Regions from separate parts of the Culex quinquefasciatus genome. Here region 2 is linked to region 1. Evidence: chromatin contacts called from public Hi-C data. All regions are on one chromosome and are shown on one strand. Each heading gives the region's core, a stretch centred on a gene start, on an enhancer-like site or on the middle of the called end of the contact. The rest is flanking DNA. Distances are from core to core; before and after follow the strand shown.

The links. A called contact is a pair of places that touch in the nucleus more often than the background predicts.
Region 2: a contact with region 1 is called in a Hi-C map of whole body, with 2.7 times the contacts expected there. The contact joins the promoter of LOC6048336 here to the promoter of LOC6051686 in region 1. A contact is called at or near these places in 2 of 2 Hi-C or Micro-C datasets (both in whole body).

The regions. Positions count from the first base shown.
Region 1 is chr2:224,721,557-224,726,836 of VPISU_Cqui_1.0_pri_paternal, forward strand. LOC6051686 (AP-2 complex subunit alpha) reads left to right here and starts at 1,964. Exons shown (of 8, transcript XM_038252784.1): 1 at 1,964-2,117; 2 at 2,758-2,991; 3 at 3,051-3,262; 4 at 3,326-5,010; 5 at 5,072-5,218. The coding sequence starts at 2,928. LOC6053052 reads right to left here and starts at 1,171. Exons shown (of 3, transcript XM_038254726.1): 1 at 1,005-1,171; 2 at 77-942; 3 at 1-18. The coding sequence starts at 1,049.
Region 2 is chr2:224,942,464-224,947,743 of VPISU_Cqui_1.0_pri_paternal, forward strand. It overlaps LOC6048336 (nicotinamide/nicotinic acid mononucleotide adenylyltransferase 3), which reads left to right and starts at 2,948. Exons shown (of 6, transcript XM_038255009.1): 1 at 2,948-3,170; 2 at 3,234-3,457; 3 at 3,516-3,788; 4 at 3,851-4,005; 5 at 4,136-4,472; 6 at 4,885-5,216. The coding sequence starts at 3,086. The coding sequence ends at 4,926. It overlaps LOC6048333 (beta-1,4-galactosyltransferase 7), which reads right to left. Exons shown (of 4, transcript XM_001865235.2): 4 at 5,203-5,280. The coding sequence ends at 5,271.

The DNA of each region.
Region 1 (5,280 bases), core at 714-3,213:
CGTAGTCCGACGAGTTGGCTGAAAAGAACCAAAAAAATCAATCTCAAACCTCCCAAATCAACCAAAGGCGATCCACCTACACCTCTCCGACGGCTCCACAATCCGGAACTTTTCGACGTGGCCCCAGCGCTCGTGCAGCTGCTCCCTCAGCCTGACCTGGGCGCACTGGTACAGCGTAACGGAGCGCACACTGGGCGGCAGCTTTGGCCACTTGCTAAACTCCTTCGCAAACAGCGAGTGCGCAATCGTGAGCGAACGCAGCCAGCGCAGGTTCTTGAGCAGCCGCAACGGCCGGATGCCGGTCACTTCGATGTACTCGAATTTGAGCACCTGAACGCGGGGCATAAACTTGACCAGCACTTCCAGGTGGTCACTGCGCACTCGGGCACAGCGCAGCGCCACGTTGGTCACGTTCCGGAATAGCTGGACCAGCGTGCTAAAGTCCCCAAGGCAAACGCCGGAAAACGTCACCTCTTCCAGGTTGTTCGGCAGCTGGTCCCAGGTGCGCCGTTTGTTGCACCGGGCCAAAATCAAAAACAAATGCAGATTCTTGAGCCGCGGACAGTACTGTACAATCTGTTCCACCAGCGTAATGTGCGTGACCCGGTGGCGCTGCTCGTAATGCAAATAAGTCAAGTCCTCAAACTTCCTCAGAATCCCAAGCAACGAATTGATCCCGGGTAGCGTCTCGTGCATGTACAGAATCGTCAAGGCCCGGTACCGGCGATCGCTGTTGCAAAGCACACTCCCAATATACCGGACCGTCTTAATCCGCGTCGGTTGGCCGTGGCCCTGATTGCACTTGCAATCAACCTCCAGCTTCATCAAAACCCGTTCGTTCAGGAAGGCCCCACTCATCGCTAGCCGGTTCCAGTTCCGGCAAACAAGCGTGCAATTCAGCCGAGAATTGAAATCCAGATAATCGAAAATCAAAAGTTGAAGCTGTAAACAAAAACAAAAATGCGCCTTTTAGAGAATTCGCCGCCACGCACGAACAAACAAACCTCCGGCGGCAAATCCTGAATCAGGGTGCTGCTTGTCGGTTCCATGCTGGATGCTGTTGCTGCCGGACAGCGGGAAAGCTGGGTGAAGTTCTTTCGGAATCTATTTCCGTAAAATCGTAAAATGATTTTCTTGTTACTCTGCAGGTCGACCGTAGACGTCACAACATTCCAGCAGGGATGCCAGATGTGCAGAATTTATCTGCAACATATTGCATTTATTCAAAATGGCCAGGGTTGCAGATAATTTGCCGTTGCAGACTTTAGCAAGAATTTAAGAATTTAAGAATTTAAGAATTTAAGAATTTAAGAATTTAAGAATTTAAGAATTTAAGAATTTAAGAATTTAAGAATTTAAGAATTTAAGAATTTAAGAATTTAAGAATTTAAGAATTTAAGAATTTAAGAATTTAAGAATTTAAGAATTTAAGAATTTAAGAATTTAAGAATTTAAGAATTTAAGAATTTAAGAATTTAAGAATTTAAGAATTTAAGAATTTAAGAATTTAAGAATTTAAGAATTTAAGAATTTAAGAATTTAAGAATTTAAGAATTTAAGAATTTAAGAATTTAAGAATTTAAGAATTTAAGAATTTAAGAATTTAAGAATTTAAGAATTTAAGAATTTAAGAATTTAAGGATTTAATAGTTCAACAATTTGAGATTTCTTGCTTACTTTTTCAAAAGGTCAATTTTACCGGATTTTTTCTGCATTGCCAAATAATCCGTTGAAAGCTGTAACATTTTACATCTCTCAAAATCCTCATATAAAAATCAGGATTTTTGGATATTCTGGATAAATATTAGTTGAGAAGTGAAAACTGTCTTACCTTATTTCTCTTCAATGCACCTTGGTCGGCCGCCGCTTCGCTCAACCCCTCTGAGAAATTTGACGCCCCGATCAGCCTCACATCAGCTCTACTTTATTCAACCATCCAGCCAAATCGCGGCGCCCGATTTCTCAGAGGGAAGTTGGATGACGTTTGCTTTCTCGGCGTACGAGAACGGAGCAGTAGCGAAAAATTCGATCGATATTTCGTAAATCCCGTGTCCCGTGAATAGGAACCTGAACCTGCTGCTGCAACTGCCGCTGCCGCTGTTGGTGTCCCCCACCGTGTGAGTACTATTCCGACCCGGTTCCGCGTGCACTGCAAACTACGCGGCCCGGAAGTGGGTTGCTTTGGTCGGGTGGAGTGAGTGCAAGTGAAATTTTTCTGGGCGTCAAATTCAGAAGAAGAATAGTGAAATTCATTGCTTGCTGCTGCGGTCGTTTTGTCGCCTTTTCCCCAACACCCGACTACTCCTCCGCCCCTTTCTCTCTCTACTTGTCTGTATTTATTCACATTCATTCATTGCTCTAGTCCGCGGACGCAACGGCGCGGCCAGCATCATAGTAGGCACCACTAGCATTGAAGAAAAAGTTCAGTAATTGACGAAGAAGAGCCTGCTATGTTCTGCTGAGCTGGAGGGAAGTGTTCTGATCTGTTATCACATCATCGGTGCAAAGTGTTTTCGTTCTCGGTTCATTTATCTGCATTCCTTTGATCTTGTCTGGCTTTTGAAAAGCACGTACACGTAAGAAAATAATGGCTTATCTCTTGGGATAACAACTCGCAGATTGGGGTTTGCAAGCTTCGCATAGTCATCACTTAGGTCTGCTACAAAATCGCAGCAGCAGCAGTCGCGAAAAAGGCGAAAGTTCATATTATTTCCTCTCTTCTTTCTCCACCACACTCGCTGCGGACTCTCGCCACAGATTGTGTGTGTTTTTGCATCGCAGTGAGCCACGACACGACCTGCTCCTCTCGCTTGAGCTCGCAATCTCGTCGTCCAAGTAGTCGGGGAGAGGATCGATAAGCGGATACTAGGAAAGCAGCGGGGGAAAAAAACAAGCAAGTCAAAACAAAAACAAAGTCGGTTCCCGCGATGGCACCGGTTCGGGGCGATGGAATGCGCGGCTTGGCCGTGTTCATTTCGGATATTCGTAATTGTGAGTATATTTAACATTTACGTTAGTGACTTTTGCACAAATTTCTTATTTTTTGTTAGGTAAAAGCAAAGAAGCGGAAATCAAGCGCATCAACAAGGAGTTGGCCAACATCCGGAGCAAGTTCAAGGGGGACAAAACGCTCGATGGGTACCAGAAGAAAAAGTATGTGTGCAAGCTGCTGTTTATCTTTCTGCTTGGACACGACATCGATTTTGGCCAGATGGAGGCCGTCAACCTGCTGTCGTCGAACAAGTACTCGGAGAAGCAGATTGTGAGTCGCGTTGTCTTAACAAGAAAGGAATCGATTGTCTAAGTGTTTCCCGTTTAATTCCAGGGCTATCTGTTCATCTCGGTGTTGGTCAATACCAACAGTGACCTGATTAAGCTCATCATTCAAAGCATCAAGAACGATCTGCAGTCGCGCAATCCGATTCACGTGAACCTGGCCCTGCAGTGTATCGCCAACATCGGATCTCGGGACATGGCCGAGGCGTTCTCGACGGAGATTCCCAAGTTGCTGGTGTCGGGCGACACGATGGACGTGGTCAAGCAGTCGGCGGCGCTTTGTCTGTTGCGTTTGTATCGCACCTGTCCGGACATCATCCCGGGCGGAGAGTGGACCAGCCGGATCATTCATCTGCTCAACGATCAGCACATGGGAGTGGTGACTGCGGCGACCAGTTTGATCGATGCGCTGGTCAAGAAAAACCCGGACGAGTACAAGGGTTGCGTGAGTTTGGCCGTTTCCCGGCTGTCCCGTATCGTGACCGCGTCCTACACCGATCTGCAGGATTACACGTATTACTTTGTCCCGGCGCCGTGGCTGTCGGTGAAGTTGCTCCGTTTGTTGCAGAACTACAATCCACCGACGGAAGATCCGGGCGTGCGTGGCCGCTTGAACGAGTGTCTAGAGACGATCCTGAACAAGGCGCAGGAACCACCGAAGAGCAAAAAAGTGCAGCACTCAAACGCCAAGAATGCCGTACTCTTCGAGGCCATTAACTTGATCATTCACAACGACAGCGAGGCCAATCTGCTGGTCCGGGCCTGCAACCAGCTCGGTCAGTTTTTGAGCAATCGCGAAACGAATCTACGCTATCTGGCTCTCGAGTCCATGTGCCACCTGGCCACGTCCGAGTTCTCCCACGAGGCAGTCAAGAAGCACCAGGAAGTGGTCATCCTGTCGATGAAGATGGAAAAGGACGTTTCGGTGCGTCAACAGGCCGTCGACCTCCTTTACGCCATGTGTGATCGTACCAACGCCGAAGAAATCGTCCAGGAAATGCTAAACTATCTCGAAACGGCCGACTACTCAATCCGCGAGGAAATGGTCCTGAAGGTGGCCATCCTGGCGGAAAAATACGCCACCGATTTCACTTGGTACGTGGACGTCATTTTGAACCTGATTCGAATCGCCGGAGATTACGTCTCGGAAGAAGTTTGGTATCGCGTCATCCAGATCGTCATCAACCGCGAGGAGGTCCAGGGTTACGCCGCCAAGACCGTCTTCGAAGCCCTCCAAGCGCCGGCATGTCACGAGAACATGGTCAAGGTCGGCGGCTACATTGTGGGCGAATTTGGAAACCTAATCGCCGGCGACTCTCGCTCCGCTCCGATGGTCCAGTTCAAGCTGCTCCACTCGAAATATCATCTGTGCTCCTCAATGACGCGAGCTCTCCTACTATCCACGTACATCAAGTTTATCAATCTGTTCCCGGAAATTCGCACCACCATCCAGGACGTGTTCCGACAGCACAGCAACCTGCGTTCCGCGGACGCCGAACTCCAGCAGCGTGCCAGCGAATATCTCCAGCTGAGCATCGTCGCGTCCACCGACGTGCTGGCCACCGTCCTCGAAGAGATGCCATCGTTCCCGGAGCGCGAGAGCTCCATCCTGGCGGTACTGAAGAAAAAGAAACCCGGACGCGTCCCGGAGAACGCCGAAATCCGCGACAACAAGAGCCCGGTGCCCAACAGTGGCCACAATGCCCACTCTGCTCAAAATAATCACAACGCTAGGTGAGTCTTTCGCTGTCCAACATTCCTTCAAACCCGCCTTATTGTCTTCCTTCTCCTCCAGCGTCAACATTTCCAACGCCAGTTCAGACCTGCTAGGCTTGAGCACGCCGCCGGCCACACAGTCCCAAACGGGCACCCTAATCGACGTCCTCGGCGACATTTACAGCGCAACGAACGGCAACAGCAACGTCATCAACAACGCCAAGAAGTATGAAAACCCACCCCCGTTCTGCATTTTCAAAAACCACCCAAACCAATAATCTCAATCTC
Region 2 (5,280 bases), core at 1,698-4,197, 220 kb after region 1:
CATATTTAGGATTGTTATTAAATTCAAGTGTTGTTTAAATAAAAAAATGTTCCGTCAATACTTAGATAGCACGGTGTATTTTATCGAGACCTTAATGATAAAAAAATTCGGAATGTCTGAACATTTGCGGGGTCCACCGAAATATTTCGTCGGGGGGTCTAGATCAACCTTTTTGTTTTTTGAAGATTATTTTTAGATTTTATGGGATATTTCTTCAAAAAAGTCACAGAAAATCGGTGCACTCATGTTGATATCACTCAAATTTCTTATGAATATATTTTGAGAACTCTAACTAGCTATATTTGACCTCCACTAAAACAATTCGAGCCAAATTTACCAGATTTCTAGCTTTCTTTGAAATTACCCCAGAATCCAAGCTGGAAACCCCGATACGACCGAAAATAAATCTTTTCTTTGTACAATTTATTATGAATAAATAGCAACACATTGCCCATAAGAATTTGAGCAATAAACAAAGCAAAACATGGATTATTTAATTAATAAGCTGTTCATTACCCAATAGGTTCCGAAAAATATTTTTTTAATCCTCTGCCACATTACACCATAACATTTAAAAACATTTTAGATTCAATCACATTGTAGAGAACAGTTTTCGGAACAAATTCCATAAAAAAGTATCAGTTTTGGTTCAATATTTTCAGAGAAATGCCCAATTTCCTTAAATAAATTAGTATTTTGTATTTGTATTTCATTTTTAAAAAATATACCGAAGGTACAACCTTTTTTGTACACATTGACTTAAATGATAAGGACCTTATGTTTCAGTAAAACTAAAAACTAACAACTAAATTAAAAACAATAACGAAATAAATTCAAAAAAAAAATTTGGTTGATACGACAAATTACTTGTTTGAATAGAATTCAGTAATAAATTTAAGACTGATTATAAGCTGTGTATGTAGTTATTAAAAACAAGGCATTGCTTAACGTGAAGACTTCCATCATTGTCATGATTTTTCCATCAAATATATAAATTTTGCGGCGCTTTCAATATTTTGGCAAAATTCCTTCAACCAGTTGTTTAGAATAGTGCCCTACACATGCTGATTCCTTTTGGTAACGAATATCCCATTCCTTGTTAAGTTATGGAAATCGTCATTAATCAATGATTGCCAACTAGGACGTCAATGACTGTGCCACAAAATCATATAAATTTTAAAGCACAATTGATTTAGTTTAAAAATTCCTTCAGTGGCTTCAAGAAGGCAACAACCGGCACATGCTGATTCCTTTTGGTGCTGAAATTCGTTAAATTGGATTTAAAACACAATTTTTTATAGTAATGATTAATTTTCTTCGAAAACGGCAACGGCTTCACCTTAATCAAAAACCAAAACAAAACTCATATTGATTTTTTTAAATGGTCTTTACACCTACGCTTGAATTCACTAAATGAAGTTATAGATTTTAAACTATACGGCAAATTATTCCACAAACGTGCACCTCGAACTGCGAATGAATTTCCCATAAAGTTAGTGTGGTGAACTGGTATTATAATATAAAAACGGAATCGACGTAACACCTTATAATGTGGCCCTCTTAAACCTTGCGGTTTCGTCAACGGATTCACAGGCGTGTATCGTTCTTTTTGCGACAAGACTCCGCCTCCCGGGTCTCCTAAGTGTGAAGGTATGGCACGGGGAGAGGGCACCGAATACCTATATTAACACTTAGAATTTTTGCGTCTGCCCGGTGACCTCTGGATTGTGAGTCCAGTGCGCGGTCCGATTGATCCACACAGGCCGACATTATAAACTGCGGTTTCGTCAACGGATTCACAGGCGTGTATCGTTCTTTTTGCGACAAGACTCCGCCTCCCGGGTCTCCTAAGTGTGAAGGTATGGCACGGGGAGAGGGCACCGAATACCTATATTAACACTTAGAATTTTTGCGTCTGCCCGGTGACCTCTGGATTGTGAGTCCAGTGCGCGGTCCGATTGATCCACACAGGCCGACATTATAATATTATTTGTGCGGTTTGAACGACTGAACACTAAACTTTCGAAAAGATATTGCGGCTCTTTGAAATTTATAAGTTTGAATAAAAATAACAATAATTGAAACTGATAGAACTAGCTCAATGACAAATCAAAAATTCACCTTTGAAATTGTGAAACAACTCAAAAAATATTTATTTGCAATTCCGTCGTGAAACTACATACTTTTCTTGTCATTCTCAAGCGACGAAACGGCTCCTTTCATCTACTGAAAATGAATGGAAAACTTTTCAGCTCTGAAATTCTCAGCACTGTAGTGAATGAGTGCGACAGAGAGAAGAGAGAGAGAGACCGAAAGTACCGAGAGTACCGAAAAGTAAAATTTTTCTATATTTTTATGTTTCGAACGGTGAATTTACTTTACACATGAATGTTTGACATATATAATAAAATTCGAAAAGTGGTTTTTGGAACCGTAAAAAAAATGGTTAACACGTGGCAAAATTTGATTTCTTCAGCACCCGTCGTATTTATTTAATTCGGTAAATCTCGTTGGATAAATGTACGACTCGTGCTGAAAAATCTTCTTTTTGCAACTTGTTGCATAAACCACCGATAATAAAAATGTGATGAGAAAGGTTTTATTTCCCTTAAGTTATTTCCACTGAGAAATATAACGTCCCGATCGGCCGTCGCAGCCAGATTTTATCCAACTATCAGACTAATCAGGGCGTTGCATTTCTCAGAGGGTTGTTTGATTATAGCGCAACGCACTGAACGGAAACGCCTTTAATTATGCACACAAAAAACTGTTATACCAAAAAGCTCACCCCCTGTTTCTCGCTCTCGTGCTTAGTGTTGGTGTTATACGCTTTCAAACACTTTTGTTACAGATTTAATTCGGTGAGCTTTCATATAAGCCTGACACGAAGTGAACCATACAAATGTTTCTTACATACTTCGCACAAACTCGTAGACGATTTGGCAACCCTGCTTGTCAAGGACGTCATGCATGAAAAGGATGATTCAAAACAAAATTTTCAAATATTGATGTAGCAAAGTTGGTATTTTTCAAGTAAAATCTCCCGATTCCTGTGAATTCCAGTATTCAACAGTAAGCCACCCAGATGAGGATGACGGCGCCGACAAAAATTATGCTAATTGCATGCGGGTCGTTCAATCCGTGCACCCCGATGCATTTCCGGATGTTTGGTAACAAAATCGCTGAAAATGTCTCTAAAATTGCTTCAACTTACCAGAATCGTTTGCTTCCAGAAATCGCTCGGGACCATTTTAACCAGATGGGAACGGCAGAGGTTGTCGGTGGCATTGTTTCCCCGGTGCACGACTCGTACGGCAAGAAGGGGCTGGTGTCCGCTAGCCACCGGTGCACCATGATTAAAATTGGCCTGCAGTCCTCGGACTGGGTCCGGCTCTCCGACTGGGAAACGCAGCAGGAAGAGTGGACAAGAACCAGGCTGACGCTTCAGTATCATCAGGTAAAAGATAGGGGGAAGAGGGAACTTGCGAGTTTTATTTTGAGTTTGCTTTTTTTAGAACTACATCAACTCGGTCCTGAAGGATTCCAACAGCATCAACGATCAGCAGATTCCTTCCTGGTTGCCAGAGGGATTGAACAAAATGACCGGGCACGTCCAGCTGAAGCTGCTGTGCGGGGCTGACCTTTTGGAGTCGTTTGCGACGCCAGGTTTGTGGAAGGACGAAGACATCGAAGCCATCATCGGTCAGCACGGTTTGGTGGTGATCTCGCGAGCCGGATCCAACCCTGAGCAGTTTATATTCAACTCGGATTTGCTCAGCAGATACAGAGTAAGGAAGGCGTGGTACGGGTTAGCTAGTTCGGATGATTAGTAATACTTGATGTCTTTCAGCGAAACATAACTATTGTGACAAACTGGGTGACAAATGATGTGAGCTCGACCCTTGTTCGTCGTTTGCTGGGCAGAGGACTGTCGGTAAAATATTTACTGGACGACTATGTTACAGAGTACATCAAGAAGCACCTCCTGTACGGCTCGAGTGCAACGTAAGTATTTTTTTTTTCTAACGCCACAGATTTCAATTTCATCTGGTCTTGCCAAGGAATGAGAAGTGAAACAACTACCCCATTCAATTTAACATCTCATTTTCACATGTCTGTGCCTTGATCACTACAGTAAGTTCAATTTAACCCCAAATACTGGCGTGGAAGTTATGAGTATTTCACCAGTTTCACCTGTAAATGATAACGAAGATTACATTGAGTGTCAAAACCAGCTGAACACGCTCAACTCCGAATCCATGGATGAAACGGATTTTCCGCGCAACGCATTGAACCGTGTTTTTTGCTGTGGCACCGAAAACGATGCCAAGAATTCGGCCAAAAACATGCGCGGATTTTTGTCTGCTCCGGGCGGAGCAGTTCAGATTATCACCACAAAGGCAACGACAGCAGCATCCGTTACGCCCGATTCCGCGATCGATACGGTTTCATATCGCACAGCAGACGAAAAGGTGGGTGAAGAGGTGGAAAAGAAATCGCTTGCACAAAACAATCGCACCAGCACACCAACAGTCACAAAGCCGGCGTCGGAAGTCTGTTCCGACGCGGCTCCGGCAGCTAGTCCCGCTTCGAAGGAAGAATCCACGGGAAGGGTCAGCCCAGCGAAAAGCTACGACGATATGATCAAGTTTGTTTTCACAGAGCACGGCATCAAGGTTATAAGTGATCGGGAGTACGTCGTTTAGGGCGCAACCACATTTTAGCTTGTGAGGGTAATTTGCTTTCGTTGAACCCTGTCCAAAATGCATGCCCATCTATCGAAATGCACGCCTTTTTCTAGTAGATTTCTTACTTCTATTTCTATGAAATGTTTCAGTTTCAATCAATCTAACTGAATGTCTATCCCTTTCTCTATAAAACCAGGTTGTCCCCAAAAAGTTGAAACTTTCGGCGGTTCCAGTGTAATTTCCGCAGCTGTAACATTGGTAGAACAACTTTATTGAGAATATTTAACTAAAATTTCTTCAGTTAATCTCTTAGTTTTAGCACTGTTTTTTGATTTATTTTTATCCTATTTATTACAACGATTTAATTAAGTTTGCTCAAGTGTTGTTATTTTTTAATCTGAACAATTTATAATTGTTACTTACTGAAAAGATTATCGCTTTCTATCAATTAAGTCAAACAAACACAAAAAAGTTTATGGTAGCGCCAGGCGAGTTTGCTAAATAAAACTCTTGATTAGTTTGAAACGAGATTTATTGGACTATCGTGTTTTGAAGAACAATCCTATGGCAAAGTGGTGCAAATCAGACCTTC